Linked DNA regions of Zea mays: region 2 is linked to region 1. The links are chromatin contacts, called in public Hi-C maps. All regions are on one chromosome and are shown on one strand. The core of a region is the stretch at or near the end of the contact, and the rest is flanking DNA. Distances in the headings are between cores, read along the strand shown. Region 1 holds the start of LOC103651082. Region 2 holds the start of LOC100216791.

Evidence for each region. Hi-C and Micro-C count contacts between places; a contact is called where the count stands out from the background.
Region 2: a Hi-C map of leaf shows a contact between it and region 1, with 5 times the contacts expected there. The contact joins the promoter of LOC100216791 here to the promoter of LOC103651082 in region 1. A contact is called at or near these places in 11 of 25 Hi-C or Micro-C datasets (bundle sheath, ear, endosperm and 3 more).

What each region holds. Positions count from the first base shown.
Region 1 is chr3:191,312,368-191,317,496 of Zm-B73-REFERENCE-NAM-5.0, reverse strand. It overlaps LOC103651082, which reads right to left and starts at 2,125. Exons shown (of 1, transcript NM_001374612.1): 1 at 939-2,125. The coding sequence starts at 1,845. The coding sequence ends at 1,195.
Region 2 is chr3:191,465,843-191,470,971 of Zm-B73-REFERENCE-NAM-5.0, reverse strand. It overlaps LOC100216791, which reads right to left and starts at 2,254. Exons shown (of 3, transcript NM_001143190.1): 1 at 1,675-2,254; 2 at 686-1,113; 3 at 1-181. The coding sequence starts at 1,078. It overlaps LOC100281037, which reads right to left. Exons shown (of 5, transcript NM_001366159.1): 3 at 4,246-4,408; 4 at 4,006-4,161; 5 at 2,933-3,401. The coding sequence ends at 4,033.

The sequences.
Region 1 (5,129 bases), core at 876-3,375:
CTAAGTAGGATTAGGTTGGAGAAAAACAACTATAAGGACTAATTTGGTGACCAAGGAATTAGGGATATCTCAATGCTATTCAAAATTAAATAGCAAAAGAATTCCTCCACATGGATCCCTACGATTCCCCGATCACCAAACTAGCCCTAAATGTGCGTGGTATTATAGTTTATAAAAAAAGAAGTCTTCTACAAAGGTCCGCTAGACCGCTACTCTGTTTATGACACTAGAGCCGCTAAACTAAAAAAGAATAAATTTTAGCCCGAGGAAAATATGGTTGAAAAGCATGCAAGCCTGGAAAAGAACACGGAAAACCTTTCAAAACTTCAAAAAGTAGGTAGTCTCACTGAAAGCACCCAGAACATAACACAAGTATAAGGGAATTTAATAACATATATAATATATGTCTCATGCTAAGCATATAGATAAAATATGGTAGTCTTAGATTGTTTATCATGAATTCATAGAAAGTAGGTTTGAACTTGTAATAACCAAGTAAAGGTTTCCTTTGAGGGAAGGCATATTAACATAGCAGAAACCAATCTTGATGGTTCAATTTACATTGAAACTATGTAAAATTCATTGGAGTACCAGTTTAAGAGTAGCTGGATAACACAAATTCTACCACGCTCACAATAGGAGTGTCGAGAAGCTGAAAGAACAATCTCAACTAGAATACTTCACCTCAACAACGATGAGAGCGTTGGCTGTCATTCTGTCAACCTACCATAAAGGAGCTAAAACTTCACCCCAATATCATTGAATCAACAGCAAAAAACATGTCATATAAGACAGGTAAGTAGCAACTAAACCTGTACCACAATATGGATAAAAATGAAGGACCCAAAAGACAGCCAAAGGAGCAAGCAGCTACTGACTAAGATATTGTCTATGTTGCTACTGTATCAATTATCCAGGATCCCATGAAAATTAGAGAATGAACAAGTAAACAGCATGTATTTCTGTCCAAATTCGCCACTGGTTCATAATACAAGGAGTATATTATTGTCTATATAAGCTATCTGTGATAATAACTGGTTCTGTGTTCCGTTTATTTCGTCTCCCTATACTTATACTTATTATTACTGAGGATTTTTTTTCCTAGCAGTAGCTACTTACGAGGATCGAGGTAGGAACAAGAGTGCGCTAGTACTATTGCACTAACAAGTAACCATCCGATCCTTGTTCCCCCCTTCACTTCTTGATCCGGCGCACCTTCTTGGCGCCCCAGACCTCCATGCGGCCCTTGGGGCAGCCGCAGGGGGCGCGGAAGATGAGGACGGTACGGCCGTTGGGCGGCGCCATCTTGCGCAGCTCGGCCTCCAGCTCCCGCTGGTCGTCGCCTAGGTCGACGGGGCGCGCCCCCGCCGCGGCCAGCAGCGCCGATCGCGCCGCGGGGCCGGGGCGGCCGCGCACGCACTCCTCGGTCTCCAGCTGGATGTCGAACTCGACGGCCTTCTTGAGGCCCCTGCACCTGGGCTTGCCGCACTTGCGCGCGTGGTGGCCCAGCAGCTCCCAGGCGACGACGGCCGCGGCGACGGCGACGGCGGCCCCGAAGAAGGCGGCGGCCGGGAGGCAGGACGCGGCGGGGTGGAGCAGCGCGCCCATCTCGAGGAGCAGCAGCTTGAGGTAGGGGATCAGGAGGAAGCCGAGCGCGGTGACGACGGCGAGGAGCATGACCGCGTCGACCACGGCCATCGGGGCGCTGTCGCAGAAGGAGCCGCCTGCGGCGGAGGAGGCCCCGGCCCGCCTGGATCGGGAGCACGCGGAGGCGGAGATGTCGGCCGCCCTGCGGTGGTGCTCGAACGCGCGGAGGAACTCGATGAGGCTGCGGCACTCCGCCATCGTGGCGTGGGGGGAAGCTCCGCCTCCGCGGCCGGGGCGATGGGGGAAGGAAGCAGGGAGGGATGTGCGGTGGGGACGCCGGGATCTGTGGGGAGCTGGTGGGAGGGATTTTGCCGATCCGATCGGTGGGGCTGGGGAATGCGAATGAGCACCGCGCCGTGCCGTGCCGTGCCTGCGTTTGGTTTGGCTGGGGGGACGTGGTAGTACTGGCTTGGCTCGGTCGGCGCGTCGTTCCGTGGCGTACGTCGCGTGGGGCTGCGCCGAGGCAGGTCAGGCAGAGGCCGGCCGGCGTGACGCGATGTCAAAGCCGTGGAGGGAAAGGAGCACGTCCTAGACGGGCCCCACCGCGGCTGCGGGTGAGGAGGTCACGTCCGATGACGTGTGTGATAGGCAGCGACGCGGCTGGAACTGGAAGGCAGAGGCAGCCGCCTGATGGGCCAGAGACAGCCCAGATGACGCAACGCGTACCGTAGCCAGCCGGCAGCCGCAGCTTTCCCTCTGAACGGATAGACGGACGGCCACACCGCCGAGATGTCAACGCGTCCGGACTCGGGACGCGTCACGGCTTCCGTAGCGGTGCCGCTGCTGATCGCTCGAGTCGGGTCCGGTTTTTTTTTTCTTTTGTTGCCTACGTTCCCTGCACCAGGTTTTCCTGTCCTCCGCACCGGTTCTACAGAAGAAGAAAAAACGCGTGGCAGGCTCGCAGCGCACGTCGGGCTGGGCATGAGTAATTGGAGCCACCAAGGCCAAGAGTGGCTGAGCGACTTTCGGCGCTATCGTGGTGACGCGTCGTCCTGTCCTGATGTGGTACCCCTTTTCGATTCCTTGGATGAATCCTTTCCGTGCCGCCTTTGCGCGTTCTGGCAAGCAAATTAGCCGGCCACTAGACGGTACGATACGATGCTAACTTTGGGTGTTGTCGATGGTGGCACGCCACGGTCATGTGCCTCCCCGCCCCCATCGATCGAAAATGGGAAGTGGATGATACCAAACCCTCCTTTCCTTGTCTCTTTTGTTTCCATTGAAACTGGAAGGCCACAGTTGGTCAAAATGATGGCGTCACACACATATAGCTCTCGATGTCAGTAAAATCAGCGGCCGCGTGAACAAGGGTCACCCACCCACCCCCCGTGGGAAGCATTCGTCAAGCAAATCGGGCACCACGACCCGATGACCGCGTGCCATCACACGCGGCGAAAAACTTCCCGCGGTTTCACATGGGGCCGGGCTGGCCTCTGATTCAGTGACCAACTGAACTTAAGTACTGTATACACTGCATCCTCGATCGTGCTCTTTTTTTTTGGGTACGCTAAAAACAAAAGGAACCACTCATGATTTCATAAACATACAGTAGTATACTCCTCTGGTTGTCACCTGCAGGGGATGTCACAGTCTGGCTGGAGTAGTATTTGGCATGCTGCATGCATTTGGACCCCTCTGGTTGTCACCTGGGGATGTCACGGTCGCAGGCGAGTAATCATCCATCCGGAAACCAACAATCTTCCGTGGATGGGGTTGGAACCTTGGGGAGACGTGGTCGTGACAGGTCCAGGGAATTCAAAGCTTCTTTCTTGACTTCGCTGGCTTTGAGATTTCATTTTTTTTCTTTCTCCTGGACCTGGTGTTGTGCACAGGGAAGGAGATTTGGTCCAGTCCAGACACGGCCATGACCAAACCAATTCGCCGTGGGCGTCCGGACGTGCCTGCACGGGTCGATCTGAGGAGAAATCTGGGACTCGGCACTCCCGAGTGACGATCGTAGCGGTCAATGGGTGTGGGGAAATTTGACTGGACTGAATTGAATTCGTCCAGTGCAGCCAGATGCCATCCCAAGTCTTGGCGCTGAGATGATGGGGACGAAAGGAGCCTGTCGCTTGACGTCAAGGCTAAAGAAGCCCCAGTTCTATTTTTTTTCTGAAACAAAACTTGCTTTTAAAGAACCTGAAAACACCCCACCGCAGCATATCCCGGTAGCTATGTTTGTAGGCTCGTGGTTCGCCATTCTGCTGAACCCCATGCTAATATGCTATATGGAGATAAACGAGCCCCTACACTTTTTTCTAAAAAAAAGAAGAAGAGTCTTTAGAGGAGCGTGGATAAAAAAAAGACCGAGTGGCTGTTTTTTTGTGCTTGCAGGGTGACTGACCTAGGCGTGGTGGAAAACCCAGATGATGGCTGGGTTTTTCTCTAACGCGCCTATCAAATCACCGAAAATGGTGGCTCACAATCACAAGATCTTTGGATTTCTTCACAGATGGAAGAAGATGGCTTATTGGCTTGGAAGGCGGAGGCTTGCTGGATCGGTGACTATCGAGAGACCCTGCGCTCCTGATGTACTGTGCCTTCTTTTGTTCAAAAACGGCGACGCAAGATGATAACAAGGCAGGAGAAAAAGTGGCTCACGATGAGGAAGGTGGTTTCGCTGTTTTTTTTTTTTTTTTTTTTTTTTGTCTATCTTGTTCGTTAAACTATAGCAAGTGCGGTTTCAATGTGCTACTTTGTGATCTTTATCTTTTGCTCTTAAATATGTCTAAGATAGACATGTATAAGAGAACGACTAAACCACTGATTGGTGATGGTCGTTCTATGCAACTATGGTTTGACAGCTTGGGGAACAAGGTGCATCAAGAACTGTATCCAGAACTATTTTCCTATGCAATCAACAAAAACATCACTATTCAGCAAACAAAAAAGCCTGGGTTTCTGCGGACCTCTTCCACTTTGCCGCTATCTGCTGCTGAAGCGTTTGCACAATTTCAGCTTCTAGGCAATGAGCTCCAAAATACCCCACTGTTGGATGGAAAAGACGAATGGAGATACAACTGGGGTCCTCGAATTACTCTTCTCAAAAGGCATACAAACTGATCCACGTCAACCCCACAGCCTATAGAAAACAAAGTGTCAACCAAAACAAAAACTCTTTTTTGGCTGCTTCTGCATGACAAACTCAACATGAGGAAAGTGCTCTTGAGGAGACATATGGAGTTTGAATCATATAAAATTGCATAAGGCAAAGGATAGAAACTTGGTCCTATCTTTTCTTTAGATGCAGTTTTCGCACGCAGGTGCCCGCAAATTGTTGATGTCACCCTACAAGACATGCAACCCCCATTGGACAGTGCAAAAGATGATGTCAGATCTTCACAAACCATGGTCGATGGAAGTAATTATAATCATGTTGTGGTGCATATAGAAATGTAGAAATAACAGGATCTTTGAAGAAGTCTCACCCACAATAAACCGGTGCAAGGAAATGTTTCCCCAGAAGCTGATACTCAACTCCT
Region 2 (5,129 bases), core at 1,005-3,504, 150 kb before region 1:
TCTTGGAGGTCTTGTATTTGTAGTTACCCTTAGTTGAACTCGTATGGTGCCCTTTCACCGTGTGCGAGTCAGAAGTAATAGGAGGGTCGTATACATCAGGGGCCCAAGAAACGCTCAACTTTGTCGTGATTCCCTTCTTCACACGTGTTCCTTTCATTGCAGAAACTAAACTTGGAGTGCCCTACATGGAGATAAATTCATATTCAAGTTGACAAAATAGAATTGGTTCATGCATTGTTTTACATAATCAGCAAATAAAATATGGAAGTAACCACCCCATGAGATGCTACACTCATTGCTCACTCAAATAAATAAGGACCAATAAGGCTGCTAGCTATAGTGAACTAAGAAACCATAATTGCAATTAATTAGGAACAATACCAAAACCCATCGGCTCCCAAAAACATTAAGCTTCACAAAAATAGGATCACATGATCAATTGGTTCAAAGAGATAATCAGCCAAACATGAGGATAAATAAATGGAATCAAATTTCAAGTGTGCTTCAGTTATCAAAGGTGCTAAAACACAAGAAGACAACTATACATAATCATGTGATTGAAAATTGAGTTGCATAGCTACTAGTAACTAGATATCAGAATAATATAAGTGTGGAGCAAATATCTGACAACATATATATGCAAAGAATGAAAGAAAATCAACTTTAAGGTAAATTAGAAACATACATTAATTGAACAATTCCGAGCAAATGAATTGGTAATTGATGATTCCATTGCATCGTCACTAGGAAAGGTAGGTGATGCGGAGTCAATGTCCACAAAATCACCAGTTGAATCTGATTCCAGAGGAAGAATTGGTTCATCGCCGACACCGTCGTCAAAATCTTCATACAGACTTGACCATTTGTCATCATCATATGCATGCATCACTTCAGTAAGAGCCAATCCAATTTCATCGACCGCCAAATCATCTTGCCCATGAGATATTACAGCCTTGACATAATCATCTTCCCAGCAAGCACGGTCATGCTTACAACCAGGATTTAAACAGGTGCTTTGGCAGAGACCTGATCTGCTACTAACACCTTCAGCACTGAAGTCCACCGAGGGTTCGTCCATCCACAGGCTTGATCCCAAATTACAAAGAGAAATTTCTGTTGAAAAGAAGAATGTGCATAAGCAATAAACAATTTGTATGCAAATACAAGGGCTGCATAAGGGTTCTCGCACAATTACTGGATAGAATTATGAAAACTATAATGGAGAAATAGATGATGTCACAACCATATGCATTAACATATTTTGCTGAAATTTGAGCCTTCAAGCATATTTGTTTTTCAACCTAGGAGCACAGCTACCAGAAGATGATGAGATCCATAAAAAGGTATCGTCTTAGCCATGTTTTTTTTGGTGTGACTATTTTTAAAATGCTTGGAATCTCTACACCCTTGGATCACCTAAAACAGCAAGTAGTGGGATGTTGATCAGAGGGACAATCATGGACACAGAAAAATAGGCTGGTTTCAGACAACTATTTCTTATTTTGTTTGATGAAAGATCTAGGAAATTGCATATACCAATTTACGTACTGACAGGATCACACAGAAATGTCACCTATACAATGATCTAAACATCAGAATTCGGAACCAGTTCCCACGATTCACGATTGTAACCTAATAAATGGTTCCATGGCAACAGCAGAGTGATTTTGATACCTCTTATCTTGTAGGTGATAATGACCACCTTGTTTCCTTCCGATCTGCAGGTCGAATCCAGACACCAAGCTTCGACAAGGAGAGAAGCCGCAAAACCAAAGTAAGCCTCGGATCGAGCACAACCAGACCAAAACCGAAATGCGAAGGTGAGGACCGAGCCGAGGAGCGTGCGCGACGGAGGGAACGCAAAGGTTAATGACAATTACTACTACTAAAATTACTACTACTAAAACGATGCTTGAGACGATGGGAACAGGGGAAGGAGGAGTCCCCGGAGGCGATGGCAGCGGCGGCTCGAAGGGTAGCGAATGCGGCGAGCACCGCAGGCATCGTATCCTCGCCGGGCGCCCGCAACGCTTTATGCCTCGAGATCCAACTCGGCTGATCCCGGCGACTGGAAAATAGCGGCGAAGGGGAGGCGACGGCGATAGAATCCGGCTACCACGCTCCGCGCATGGACCGGATCACGGCCACGGCTTCGCTTGGCTCAATTTGGGTCAGAGGAGACGATGACAGAGGCGAGGAACGGGGGAACCGAATCAGGGCGAGGCCGCGGCGAGGACAACGCAAGCGAGGTGTGGATTGGCTGTTGGTGCGGCGAGAGGCCGCTTTGGGATGTGTCTTTATAATAGTCCCTCCGTCCCAAAATAGATTTTAGCTTTTTTATTTATATTTAAATGGATAACGATGGACCTAAAACTACAACAAATTTTAATTTGGGACTGAGTTATTGGCTTCTTTCTAGAAAAGTTATTGGCGTCTGAATGACAGGTGGAACCACTCCGCGTGGCTCTCGGCGACAAGATAGACGTTCCGGTCAAAGGCGACCGCGGCTGGCGGGAGGATGGCTTTGCCACGTCGGACTTGGGAGAGAGGGGCGCCGGGTGGGTGTGGTTCTCCGAGTCCTGGACTCCTGTGGTTGGTCGTCCAAACAATGTACTGGTGCTGAGCTGCAATGCAACCAGCATGGGCACCCTTGTTCTTTTCTTCAAAAAAAAAGATCGTTTCCCCGTCCTGATCCGTAACAGCATTGGCGCACAATTTGAGTTTGAAGAACCCTTCTCTTTCTCTTTCTTCGTCGTGAAGCTTTTGAGAAAGCAAGAATACCAAGAAAAGACGCTGAGGTGCACAGATCTATTTTGCCGATTCTGTAATTATGCTTAACACCAGACTTTTCGACGTTTTGCACAGATTCGATGACGCATGAAAGGTACGTGCTCACGTATAATAAGCCGAAGGGCATATCAAGCGAGAACATGGGTAAGTTTCTTTTGATTTCAAGGAACGAAAATAGATTAGTGTCTTTATAAGAATGATGATGATGACGACGATGATGATATACACGATACCTAGTTGTGTACAAGCTAGAAGCTACTAGTAGTGGTTTTCAAAGTCAAATCTGGTAAGCTTCAGCACTGGGCTCTAGCCCACAGCTTCGTGGAGGATAAACAATTCCACGATAGGAATAGTCGGCGCCTTTCTGCTGCGGAATTATCTGGTCGGTGGACGGTGTACAACATCCGTGGAGTCGTGGACACTTTCAGCAATATATGGAAACACCCGAGGTGCTTCCTCATAATAGCACCTTCGTGCCTGGAAAAATGGCAAAGAATTGCACAGCCGAGGTGCCTCCTGGTCCTATATCATAATATAGCACCTTTCGTGACTTCATGTGCGCGCATGGACAGAGAGACCAAGGATGAAGCCGGTTCGCTGCGCTGTCCAATCTGTGAGACAGATGTATTAGCGCTTGGTGCAAAGCAGGTGTTGCTGTGTTGGCATATATATTGATGCATTATGCATAGCAAAAGCTATACCTGAAAAACCCAAAACAACTTGCAATAGGAATGGAGGGAGTCCACATCAGCATATACTATAGACAATGAGGGCAATATTTTGTGGCGTAGATAATCAGTTATAGACATAGGGCATATGTCTAGTTGGGACACTGGCCTAGGGCACTCGACCAGGCAGATCCGGCCGCCAGGGCAGGTGCTGGAAATCGACGGCCTGGGAGCTGCCTGGGCTAGGCACCTTTTGTCAGGGGTCAAAACCAAACATGCCCATAATAATATCTAGGATTCTAGGTGTACAACAGAAGTTATGTACCTAAAAAGCTAAAACGACTTACAATTTTAAAGGGACGGAGTAGGGGAATATATATATTCTGACAATGTGGTGATGTAAATAATCAACTAAATATGTAGGCAAGCATACATACAAAAAAAAGGTAAAAATACAAGTCACTTTCAGGCACAATTACTCTTATTGTGAAAGCAAAATGTGTCAAGTATATTCAATCAATCTAGAAAAATTAAGAGCTATTGGTACCTTGAGTCCGGAGGCAAATCGTATGGCTCATTTCAGTTTCTTCCTCTTTGCACGTGGCTCATTGATAGTTCCACTTGTATGACTATCCTGCAGTGGGTGATACTTTGCTCGTTTCAATGCTTCCTCACAATCATTCAGCTTGTGCTTCTCCTTGCTCTGATGACAATAACAAAAGCACAACTATAGTAAAGCCAGCCTTTTTCTTCTCTGCCAATTGTAGTTAAACCCGTGATCACATACATAGGCATTCTTATAAGTTGCTATTTGTTGCTTACAAACTTTCAGCTCCATGTTTAGATCACTAAGACGGGAATCAACAGGAACTGTGCATTGCTGAACCAACTGCTTCTGACGACCACGAACAACTTGTGGTTGCCATACGTTTAATGCCACAGAAGCTCTCCTGCGTATGTTTCACAGAGTAAGAAATTGCACAATCAACACACTAGTGATAAGAAATATGCAACCATGACAGTAAAGAAGAAATGGCGCAGAAGCCATTTTAACATCAAGTCATCAATGGATGGAGATAACACACACTAGCGAGTAGCGACATGCTTCAGAAAGACTGTATTTGTCCATTTATATGGCAGGGCTGTAGTCTGTAGAAGTGTAGTGCTAGGCGATGAAGCAACATCTCTCCACATGATTCAGCTCGTGGCTGAAGGTTAGATAATTAGAGATGCCATTGTGTTGACTTCTCCATTCAAATCATGACTAATGTACCACCCTCCTCTCATCAGAGGATGGCCAAGCTCCTAGCTAATTGAAATATAAAACAGAAACAGGAAAGGAGCTCAGTTCGTTATAGAGGTGCTGGAGATGAGGTTTGTAACTATCATTTTCCAATTCAACTGTGCTGGACTAAGAAAGGTCCGTCCTTGATGTTTCAACCCACTGGTTTTAAGACATCTTTAACCTCTTATAAGCGGTATTGTTCAGTTTGTTTTCTTGTTCATGTGCTCCAATAACAAACCTGTCATAAGCTTCCTTTGAATTTTTCTTATTCATAAGCTTCCCTTGATAAAAGGACAAGTGGTCATCTTTTTAGCCTAATTCAACAAAAAAGAAACGATAGCAGCTTTCTCTGCCTGGTGGGTAGGATGATTGCCGATCAGCCACAC